2 separate regions of the Zea mays genome follow, and region 1 is linked to region 2. A link is a contact called in public Hi-C data. All regions are on one chromosome and are shown on one strand. Each heading gives the region's core, a stretch centred on a gene start, on an enhancer-like site or on the middle of the called end of the contact. The rest is flanking DNA. Distances are from core to core; before and after follow the strand shown.

Region 1 (4,684 bases), core at 427-2,926, 360 kb before region 2:
TGAAAGGAAAAGAGATTTATTATTTTATTATATTGTCTCATTTAAATAAAAACCCTTCAAAAGGGTTGATTTAAAGATGAAGCCATTCTTCTTCACCTTTGTCCAAGAATCATTATCTTCGAGGGAGGGTAATGTTTCGAAGGACGAAGATCCTTAACGTTTAATATTTGTGTTGCCTTATTTTTTATTCATAGCAATTGAAAACAAGTAACCAACAAAGAGGTCCATGTGTAGCAGCTCCAATGGCCTCTTGGTGGTGACCACATTTTTTGGGTGATGTGGAACGCCATGTTGTTTCCCTGCTTGACACGACCCACAAACCGTGTTTTTCTCATACACAACATTTGTTAGTCCAACAATGTGACCTTTCTTTTGAAGTTTGTCCAAGTTCCTCATGCCAACATGGGCTAGCTGACGATGCCAAAGCCTATCCTTGTTAGATTTTGCCACTAAACAGGTATCGAGTGACACTTTACTTGTTCTAAAATCTATGAGATAAAGCTTTCCTGCCAACCGACCTGTGAAAGCAACAGAGGAATCATCCCTTCTAAGGATTTTCACACACACATTTGTAAACAAACAATCAAAGCCCATTCCACAGAGTTGTGTCCCTTGCCTTGGTTGGCGCTTCCTCTAACTTATGTTGTTGAATCTTAGCAAACAATTGATGTGGAGTCATCTCCTCATAATCATCATGGTCTCTTATCATTCTTGCTGTACTCTTATTTTTTTTCTTCGTATGCCCTAATGAAGAGCCTAGTGACCTTTGAGTCACTCCAATCATGACTCCCAAGCACTATTATCTTGTTGATCAAAACCATTAACTGATCAAAGAGTGATTGAAGTGACTCACCCTTGATCCAATCATACCTTGCAATCTCACTTTCCAACGCCTCGATCCTATGCCTCTTCGCTTTAGGGTCACCTTCATAAGACATCTTGAGGATACTCCAAATAGCATCCTCTCTTCTTGAACCTTGCGGTACTCTTCCGCACTCAAACTCCCTTTGATAATGCAGCTCATGGCTTGAGCATTGTGATGCACATCTTGCATCATCTCCAGTGTCATCTCTTCACCTAGTGTGGGCTTGCACACATCTATATTAATAATCTCCCAAAGATTTGGATGCACACCGATTAGATGAAACCTCTAATAAACTAATAACCGAACGGGTGAACGGACGCACTGTCATCTGTATATATACGTTAGATCATCAATTGTGTAATAGACACAGAGATCCATTCTCTACTTTTCGCTCTCAATCAAATCATTTTACATTAACAGAAGTAATATGTTTGCGATCTTAGTGCGCTAACTTGATCAACGTGTGGGGATATATATATATATACTACTATTAAGACGGTAAGGGGTAGGCTGCCATTCCCATTCCCATGCGCTCCTTGACAGACCTGTGTTTTCATTCCCATTCCCAACTGTGTCACCTGTGTTTTCATTCCCATTCCCAACTGTGTCCCGCGCACCGCCTAAATTTTTACCAAAAAAGCTAGCTGCGTGGGTCAAAGCTCGCGGCCAACCAAGACTACACATGTTGTGTGCGCACTAGACCTTATAAACAGGTGTGTGCACAGTTTAGTGAACAATGTGGTACTATTTTTAGCTTGCCAATACGACTTACACGCTTCCTAGGAGGCCCATCTGTTTGTGGCCCAGACAAGGCCCACAGTCGACGGCCTCCTCCACCTCCGCGCGCCGTGTCGTCTCAGCCCCACCCCCGCGCAATGGGTAATTTCCTCGCCTGCCTCCGCCTGTGCCTGCAAGTCGTCAACTGCCTCCGCCTGCGCGCGGCGGGCGGCATGGGAGCAGAGAGTATCCCACCTTCGCCAACGTCTCCGGGGCCCACACCCTCCTTTTCCTCGCTGACTCCACGCCCCCGCCGGCCCCGCCTTCGCCTCCTCCCGCTCACGGGTAATTTCCTCGCCTGCCTCTCGCGTCATCTGCTCATCACCCTATCGAATTGCACTTCATCACCGCAATTTAACCGGGCCTCCGTTGCGGCGTGCTTCTCCGTGTTGCAGAGATGAGTTCTACTGCTGCTCTGGCTCCTCGTCCTCCTACTCGGCCGCGTCGACCAGGTCGTGCGTCTCCGAATCGGCGCAGCACGGCCGCCCCGTCGACCCTCTCTGCGTGCTCTCCGTTCATCCGTTGTCGCTCCCCTCCACCTCATCGAACCTAAGGTGTGCAAGTGCAATCCGGTTCCTCGACTAATGATCAGCACACTGTTGCGAGCAGCCTCCTCTGTAGTTACGCACTGATGGATCTGTTCCTTGGCTCCAGGTGCTCTGCTCGCCGAGGCCACAAGCGCGTTGTTCCATACCAAGGCAGAGAAAAGACGGAAGGGCGTGTGGATCGAGATCAACAACGACGGCGACGACAACCAGAGCGCGAGGAGCAGCACCGTCTCCACCGCCCCACCCCGCACGCCGCCATTGCCAGGGCTCCCCCACCCCACCCCCGCACGCCATGACCTCCACAACCCCACCCCCGCGCGCCATCTCGCCAGGGCTCCCCCACCCCCGCGCGCCGTCTCTCCTGCACCAGCTCTCCCTGCAATCCCTCCAGCTCTCCCTGTCGTGTCGCCTCCACAGCGCCCACCGAGGTCCCGCTAGTGTGGCCCCCGACCTCGTCGCTCAGTGCTGGCGCGAGATCGAGGCCATCGGCCCCACCACACCTCGATTCGCCAACACCGCCGACCCGGGCGCCTCGCCCTCTGCCTTCGACTCCAACACCGGCTCGTCGCTCGGCCACATCGGGTGCCTATGCTCGATGTATCGCGCTGCCTCTCTGTCCTCATTCGTTGCGTCCGTCCTCGGCTTCCTCTTCCGCCTTCCCCGCGATGCCTCCCCGCGTCATCGCCCACCAGCATCATCGCGCAGGCCTCGCTTGAGACAGACATGGCAGTGGATTGGGTGTTTGGTTCTCTTTGCAGGCGAGTCATCGTCGTTGCCTCCCCTTTGTCCTCTCCCAGCGCCAGAGATTAGTCGCCTCTTTTTCTTGTGTAACTGAAAATTTGGGGTAGAAGAGGCGCGTTTAGTTTTCTCAGACAGTATGACAGTGGATTGGGTGTTTGGCTTCTCTTTGCAGTAGCAATTGGAGGCGAACAGGAAGACACTGTAGAGGCACTCTCGCGCGCTGTTCAACGTAGTGGCAGCAGAGGTGGCATCAAGGGGCACCGATGGCGGCAACATGCTATCGCAGCGTGTGGCGGAGAGACAGAGGTCAGACCTGGCAAACAGGACAGGGAAGGGGACGTGATCTCCATGCAAGAGAACATGTCTGCCAGGACACTCACGCTCTCTAGCTCCACGCAGCAGACAATTGTGCGGTTCGTTAAGCTACCATTGGTTGACAAGATCACCGCTTGGATCTTCCTGGAAAAGTATGGCTAAGTTGCCTAAATCCTTCCTCCTTTGATTACATGCACTGGATAACCAATAATGCATGTGGTTAATCCTTCCTCTTTATCGTTGCACAGGTTATTGGTATTCTTGTGTTCATATGTCTTGCAATCGGCTGACCATGGGCACTATTTTGTGATATTCATGGCCATTCTAAGGAGATTGAACTTTATGCATCATGGGTCGTGCAAGTACACTTGAGTTTATTTGCTTGATTTATTCGGCGAGTACTCATATGCAGGCACCGTTGTAGATATAACGTCATAGAATACCTATTGCATCCTTTTTATCCTTTTGATATTTTACTATCTTTTAAATAACACAACGTCGAAACCAAAGAATGGTCGACGATTAGTTGGTTGTTGTTAGAAGGATATACTATGATATAGTTGGAAACGAGGCTCTGATAGACTGATACACAGTGATATTGATGAAGAAATTCTAGATCCAGAGGAATAGAAACACTTTTTCACAAAGGGAGAAGATCATTTGGTATGGTAGTATCCTCATTGAAAATAATATGAAAAAATAAAAAAATAAATAGATTATTCATTGAGGCAAACCTATGATCAATCATACATCAGAGGTTGGTCTTCTCCTTTGTAGCGCTACAGTGCGACGACGGCCAGGGCCAAGGTGCTGAAGGAGGTGAGGAACATCGCAGTAACGATCTCCATGGAGAAGGGTGCGATGGCCAGAGGTAGTGGGCATCACCAGCACGGTGGCCACAAGCACGATGGCTAGCAGCAACAGCAACTGCTGCTTCAACGACAAGCGTGCACGAGCTCTAAGCAGACTCAAGCGATCCTATCAAGTAGTTCATTGTATTTCACCATTCATTTTTCTTTTTTACGTCCATGTGAGATGAGGTTGTTTGTTCGGCGAGTGGAGCGGTGGGAAAGCCACAGAGGTATACGAGATTTATGTTAATCCCCCACCCCCAAAGAGTCTTCCCTATCCATTTCACTGAAATTTGGCGACGCTTAGATATCGTGTCATCATATTGGGACGCTTTTATTGCACACAACGTGTGATCTTATTTCTCTTGGCTCTGTGGCTGTGGATTTCGTTTCTGCTTTTGGGTAAATCAGAGATATGTGTGGGCACATGAATGAGTTACATTATTATTCACCTGATTCCACTTTAGCTGAAAACATTTTACTATGTACAGGTAAAAAGGAAAACTTGATGCTGCCAGGATCGTCCATCAAGAAGGTACCATGGTGGGGTGGTGGAGGTGATATGTCGTTGGATTAAAGGAGTTATC
Region 2 (5,205 bases), core at 1,143-3,642:
CCCTTACCTTGCAATTTGATCTGAGGACCTTTACGACAGTCTTAGCCCCGAAGAGGAAAGCATCACTGTCTGCAGTGATGCAAGCACCTACATGACCTTCATTATTCAGCTGGGCGCAAAGGGCTTCTGCTTCACCTTTTGCCCTCAGTACAGGCATGCCAAGATATTCAAGCAGTTCCTAAAAATTAGAGTATTAACCAACATTTAAAACAGTGCATATATTTACATGAACAGGTATCATCTGCATATACAGAGCATTGTTGCTGACCATTTATGATGTGTTTGCTTTGAGGTCAAAATAGGATGAGGTGGGGACGACACCAACCCTCGATTTTTTGGGACAACGCCGCCACCAAAAAATGCTCCGGTGTTCACCCCGCCCCCGCGTGACTCTCATCCAAACACTATAGAAAATGTGGCCGCCCCCTTCCATCTCTCCTTGTATGTCCAACCAAACACATGCTTAAGTAGCAAGAGGCTAGTGAAAAGATAGAGTAAAGTGCACTTCCGGTCCTTAAACCTGTGGAATTGTGTCATTCCGGTCCATAAACTTTTAAAATATGTCTATTAAATCCATAATCTATGTTTGGGTCTCTCTTACATCCAAAACAGATTAAAACAGATCCGATAGCAGGTCTTTTTCTTCCTTCTCCCCACATGTCACTTGCTTGCATTCCAAACACGTGCCCATGGCGGCTCCAGGGCGAACGGGACGGCGGCGCAGTCCCCGTGGTAGTCGCCAGTGCTGTACCTATTCGGTGGGGGGCGGCGGTGATGCTGGGGCTCATAAGCTTGGTGCTCCTCATCCTGGCCTGCTCCTACTGGCCGCGACCAGCAGGCCAGCTCGTCCAGAGAAGCTGCAGGTGGCGTCGCTGTCGTGGAGAAGGTCTTGGCGTTCGGCGTAGTCAGGCCATCGGCAGGGACGCAGGGTCCCAAGAGCACGTGGTGGTCATTATGGCCGACCTTCCTGGCCACACCGGCGGCCAGCCGAGGCATCACTGAGCTCGGAACCGCGCCGCGCTAGCAACACCAGTCCAGTCTCCAGAGGGCAGATCAGGCTTCTTGCATGAATTGCGTCCAAGCAGCTCGCCCTCCTCTCCTCTCCTGCAGCCTGGTCTTGCTGCAATGACATGTACTGATCTTCCTCGGCATGAGCTCACACTCCCCACAAGGCCCTGGGTGGCACATGTCCTTGCAAGCATGGTTGCCAGTTGCCACAAGCAAGCGTGCGGCCACACACCTCATTGCTGTAGTTTTGATGTACGGATCAGATGAGAAACCGAGCAAGAAGAAGGAAAAGACGTTATCGGATCTATTTTGATCCATTTCGGACCTAACATAAACCCGAACAGACATACTTTAAAAGTTTATGAAACGTGCACACAGCACCACAAGCTTAAGGACGGAAGTGCACTTTACTCGAAAAGATATTGTGGTGTTGGATGAGGAATACAGTGGTTGTGAACCATTCAATCTCGTGATGAACAGTTAAACAACGCAGATCCTAATTAAACCCTAAGTTGTACGAAGGATCCCAGCATTGCCAAGACACGGGAACTTACCACGCACTCCTCAACGCATCGCGTGAATGCAGCATTCCTCCTTTTGACCGGTGCAGCGGTCACACTGGACTCCGCCTCTGTGCTCGGGAACGCGGCCAGGTCCATCCCGGAGCCTCGGAAGAAGCGCGCCGCCCTCGCCTGCGACTTGAGCGGTGACGGCTCGCCGTCCACCACGAACACAGGGAACACGCCCATCTGCAGGAATCGCAGACACAATCCAACGGAAACGGGTGAATCCGGGAACAAAAAAAAATCGAACAATGCAGTAATTAGCCCCAGCAAGATTAAATCTTGGAAAGCAAAAGGCAGCAACTGCAGAATGCAGAATCGCCCAAGCGCAGGTCAGGACACTACACACTCGGTGAGATCAAGAAACGGGCGGAAGTCAGAGACGGTTTAAGTGGGGAGGACGAGAAGTCGAGAACCGAGCGAAGGAGGCGGAGGGAGGGGAGAGGTGGGAAAGCAGGGGGACATGACTCCGGACCTTGGCGAAGAGGGAGAGGGTGCGAAAGAAGGTGGTCCGGAGGTGCGGGCGCCGCGCCCGCGGCAAGCGCGCCAGGATGGCGGTGCTGTGGGAGACGACCCAGAATGAGAGGTCGACGGCGACGCGGCGCCCGCGTAGGTACCCCGCGCCCTCGTGCCGCGCGTAGGGCTTCAGCAGGTCCCAGAAGCTGCCCCCCACTCCCATCTCTTTCTCTCCGTTTCTGCCTCTCCCGCCGGCGTCGGTCGGGTTCGGCCGTTCGGGCCGTCGGTCGTGGCGGAGGTCGAATTCAAGGGCGGGGAAGTTCAGACTTGCGCCGGCCGCCGCGCCTGGGAGTGGCCTTGGCAACTTGCGGGCCTCGGGGCGACTTCTGTCTGGACTCTGGTGCTGGGCTGCCCCGTTGCCGTGTGTGGGGTTAGCGCGCGGGCCGCTCGTGCCGATCCAGCTGGGCCTCTGCGCTCTGGCCGTTTTCTTCCCCTTTTTTTCACTTTCTCTTTTCTCTTTTGGAGGAGGATGAAGAGAACAGCTCTTGACTTCTGCAATTGGGGTTTGAGGATAGCAAAACTGCGCAATTGTTTTTCTAAGGTAATGGCAGCTGCGATGGTGTGCTAAAATATGGGTGTTTTGTGGAAGGGTTGAGGTGGTTTATCTTCTTTTCACTCCTTATTTTTTATTTGGTTTGCGGAATATAATGAGTTGATCGATCACCACCCCATTTATGATAAGCTAATAATTAGAATATATATGAGTAATGAGTTGATTCCACCAAAAAATTTATGGGATGAACTCATGATACGAAGCATAAGGTGACTCCACATTGTAAGGAAAATGGACTCCGGCCCATTTGGCTAGGTGATTTTGGTGTTTGATGATCAACATAATCTTGTGGACTAATGTTTCTCAAGTGTTTGTGTGTTGTAGTTGACAGGATGCAAAGTGGATTTGACTGAGGCTCTGAGGATGCAACACCTCAAAGAAGACATCATAAGATCCATAGAAGACAGTACAAAGTCATATTAAAGACACTTTATACATGCTAAAAGTCCAACACATCAATAAGTAGAAGTGGAATGCAAAGCCACAAAAACAAAGTGAAGTTGACAAAGTTGAGAGGAAGGGCTGACTGAATTGTAAGTGTTTCACAATATAAAATCTACTCAAACTGACATGGCTTTAACTCTGAGATGTAGAGAATTTTATAAGCTTTCCAAAAAGTCTAAGATTATCAAATCGGACTTCGGAGCTAAAAGTTATGCCCACGATAGAAAGGTGGAATTGCTGAAAAATTTGCAGCAGGATAGGAGCTGGTTCATCGGACTGTCATGTGTGCCAAATTTGCTCAAAATGGTATGGATTCAACTCTGGCCCATCTTCTTTTCACTCCTATTTTTTATTTAGTTTGCGGAATAGAATGAGTTGATCCATCACCACCCCATTTATGATAAGCTAATAATTAGTATATATATGAGGAATGATTTGATTCCATAAAAAATTATGGGATGAACTTATGATACATCACCTTACGAAACATAAGTTGACTCTACAAACCAAACACGTCATTAGTTCGTGCCAAAATTGGATAATCTTTGGAGAAAATAATCGTTGAATGGATCACCCAAACCGAACACTATTCCTTTATTCATTTGTTCATTAGTTCTTTTTATAAGGATCTTGTATTATATTAAGCTACTACAATGTCCGTAGAGTGCCATATCATACAATCATATTTGATACTCATAAAAATAAATTTAATATAAAAATGAGCATATGGTCTACATATTAGATATTAAACTTTTCTAAAAACAAATAGTACACTTTATCTTAGTCCAAAGACCGAGAAATGTATGAGTTGAAAAGAAGTGTGTCCTCTTTTCTTATAACTAGCTCTATCGCTCGTCCCCTTCAGCTAAAGAGGTGATACTATGTGAGAGCGTTGTGTTGCGTGTGGCTTTCTATTGTGTTGAGTTCGGGTGGTTCCTTACGGGCTCAAAATGAGTTCGGGTTGAAAATCAAAAAAATAGGAGCGATAATGCGACGGAGTTCAAGAACTCCCAGGTTGAAGGATTTCTTGAGGAGGGTGAAAGTCGCCTAGAAGGGGTGAATAGGTGAAACCTGTAAAGTATAAACTTTGAACACAATCTTCACCGGAGGTTAACGTTAGAGTGAGTGATAATGAAATCAGAGTGCGGAAGAGAGTTCTTGCAAAGAGTTGCTCAATCTAATGCAGATTACTTTGGGAGCCAGCTCGAAACGATTTCAAGCAACGAAACTAGACAAGGGAGAGGGAAGAAGCAAACCACAAAGATTGTGATCAACACAAAGACATGATGATTTGTTTTCCAAGGTTCCATCCCGAAGGATGTACGTCCCTGTTGAGAAGTCCACGGAGGTCAGGTCTTTTTCAACCTTTCCCTCTGTTAAACGGTCACGGAGACCGGTTGAGTTTGCTTCACTATCACATGGACACTAAATCCCGCAAGGATCTCCACACGAAGTATTCAAAGTCTCTTCCCCGCTTTACAACAAGGAGAATGGGGGTGAGAGCGAGAGTGAAAATACAAATCAAGAGCATAAGAGAATACAACACTTGAGAGCACAAGCACTAAACTTCTAATCACTCGAAACGATCAAATCTGTGTTTGTATGGCTTTGGAAGGTTGGGAGTTATTTCACTTGATGTATATCACTTTGGTGTGGCTCTTTTTTCATCAATGTGCTAGTTGGGGGTATTTATAGCCCCCGACCACTCAAATAACCATTGGAGTAAATGGTCAAAAGTTGTCTGTCGGGTGGTGCGCTGGACAGTGAATCGTGTTTGTCCTGTGCACAACGACACTCTATAGTGTATGTCCGGTGTGCTGTTAGGTTATCGTTCTAGCCCGTCAGGCGACAGTCCTGTGTTAGCAGGTTACCGTTGTTGATGTCGTCAGTCTGATCGGTGCACATCGGACAGTCCGATGTTCTCGCACGTCGAAAACTCGAAATTGCTGAGTTCGTTGGTCACCGCTATAAATGCCACCGAACAATTCGATGAACACCAGACAATCTGGTGTTCTCTTGCTTGTGCTGGCTGGCTTCTCTGCATAAACTCTGGGCACACCCACCGAACAGTCTGGTGCACACCGGACATTCCGGTGCCCCCTTTTCAGCAAACTGATTTTT

What was found. A called contact is a pair of places that touch in the nucleus more often than the background predicts.
Region 1: a Hi-C map of bundle sheath shows a contact between it and region 2, with 2.6 times the contacts expected there. The contact joins the promoter of LOC103633051 here to the promoter of LOC100383402 in region 2. A contact is called at or near these places in 3 of 25 Hi-C or Micro-C datasets (bundle sheath, ear and tassel).

The regions. Positions count from the first base shown.
Region 1 is chr7:147,600,891-147,605,574 of Zm-B73-REFERENCE-NAM-5.0, reverse strand. LOC103633051 reads left to right here and starts at 1,676. Exons shown (of 14, transcript XR_004851545.1): 1 at 1,676-1,927; 2 at 2,038-2,196; 3 at 2,297-3,398; 4 at 3,495-3,909; 5 at 4,024-4,231; 6 at 4,589-4,684.
Region 2 is chr7:147,240,201-147,245,405 of Zm-B73-REFERENCE-NAM-5.0, reverse strand. It overlaps LOC100383402 (Flap endonuclease GEN-like 1), which reads right to left and starts at 2,392. Exons shown (of 8, transcript NM_001176057.1): 1 at 2,047-2,392; 2 at 1,563-1,757; 3 at 8-178. The coding sequence starts at 2,250.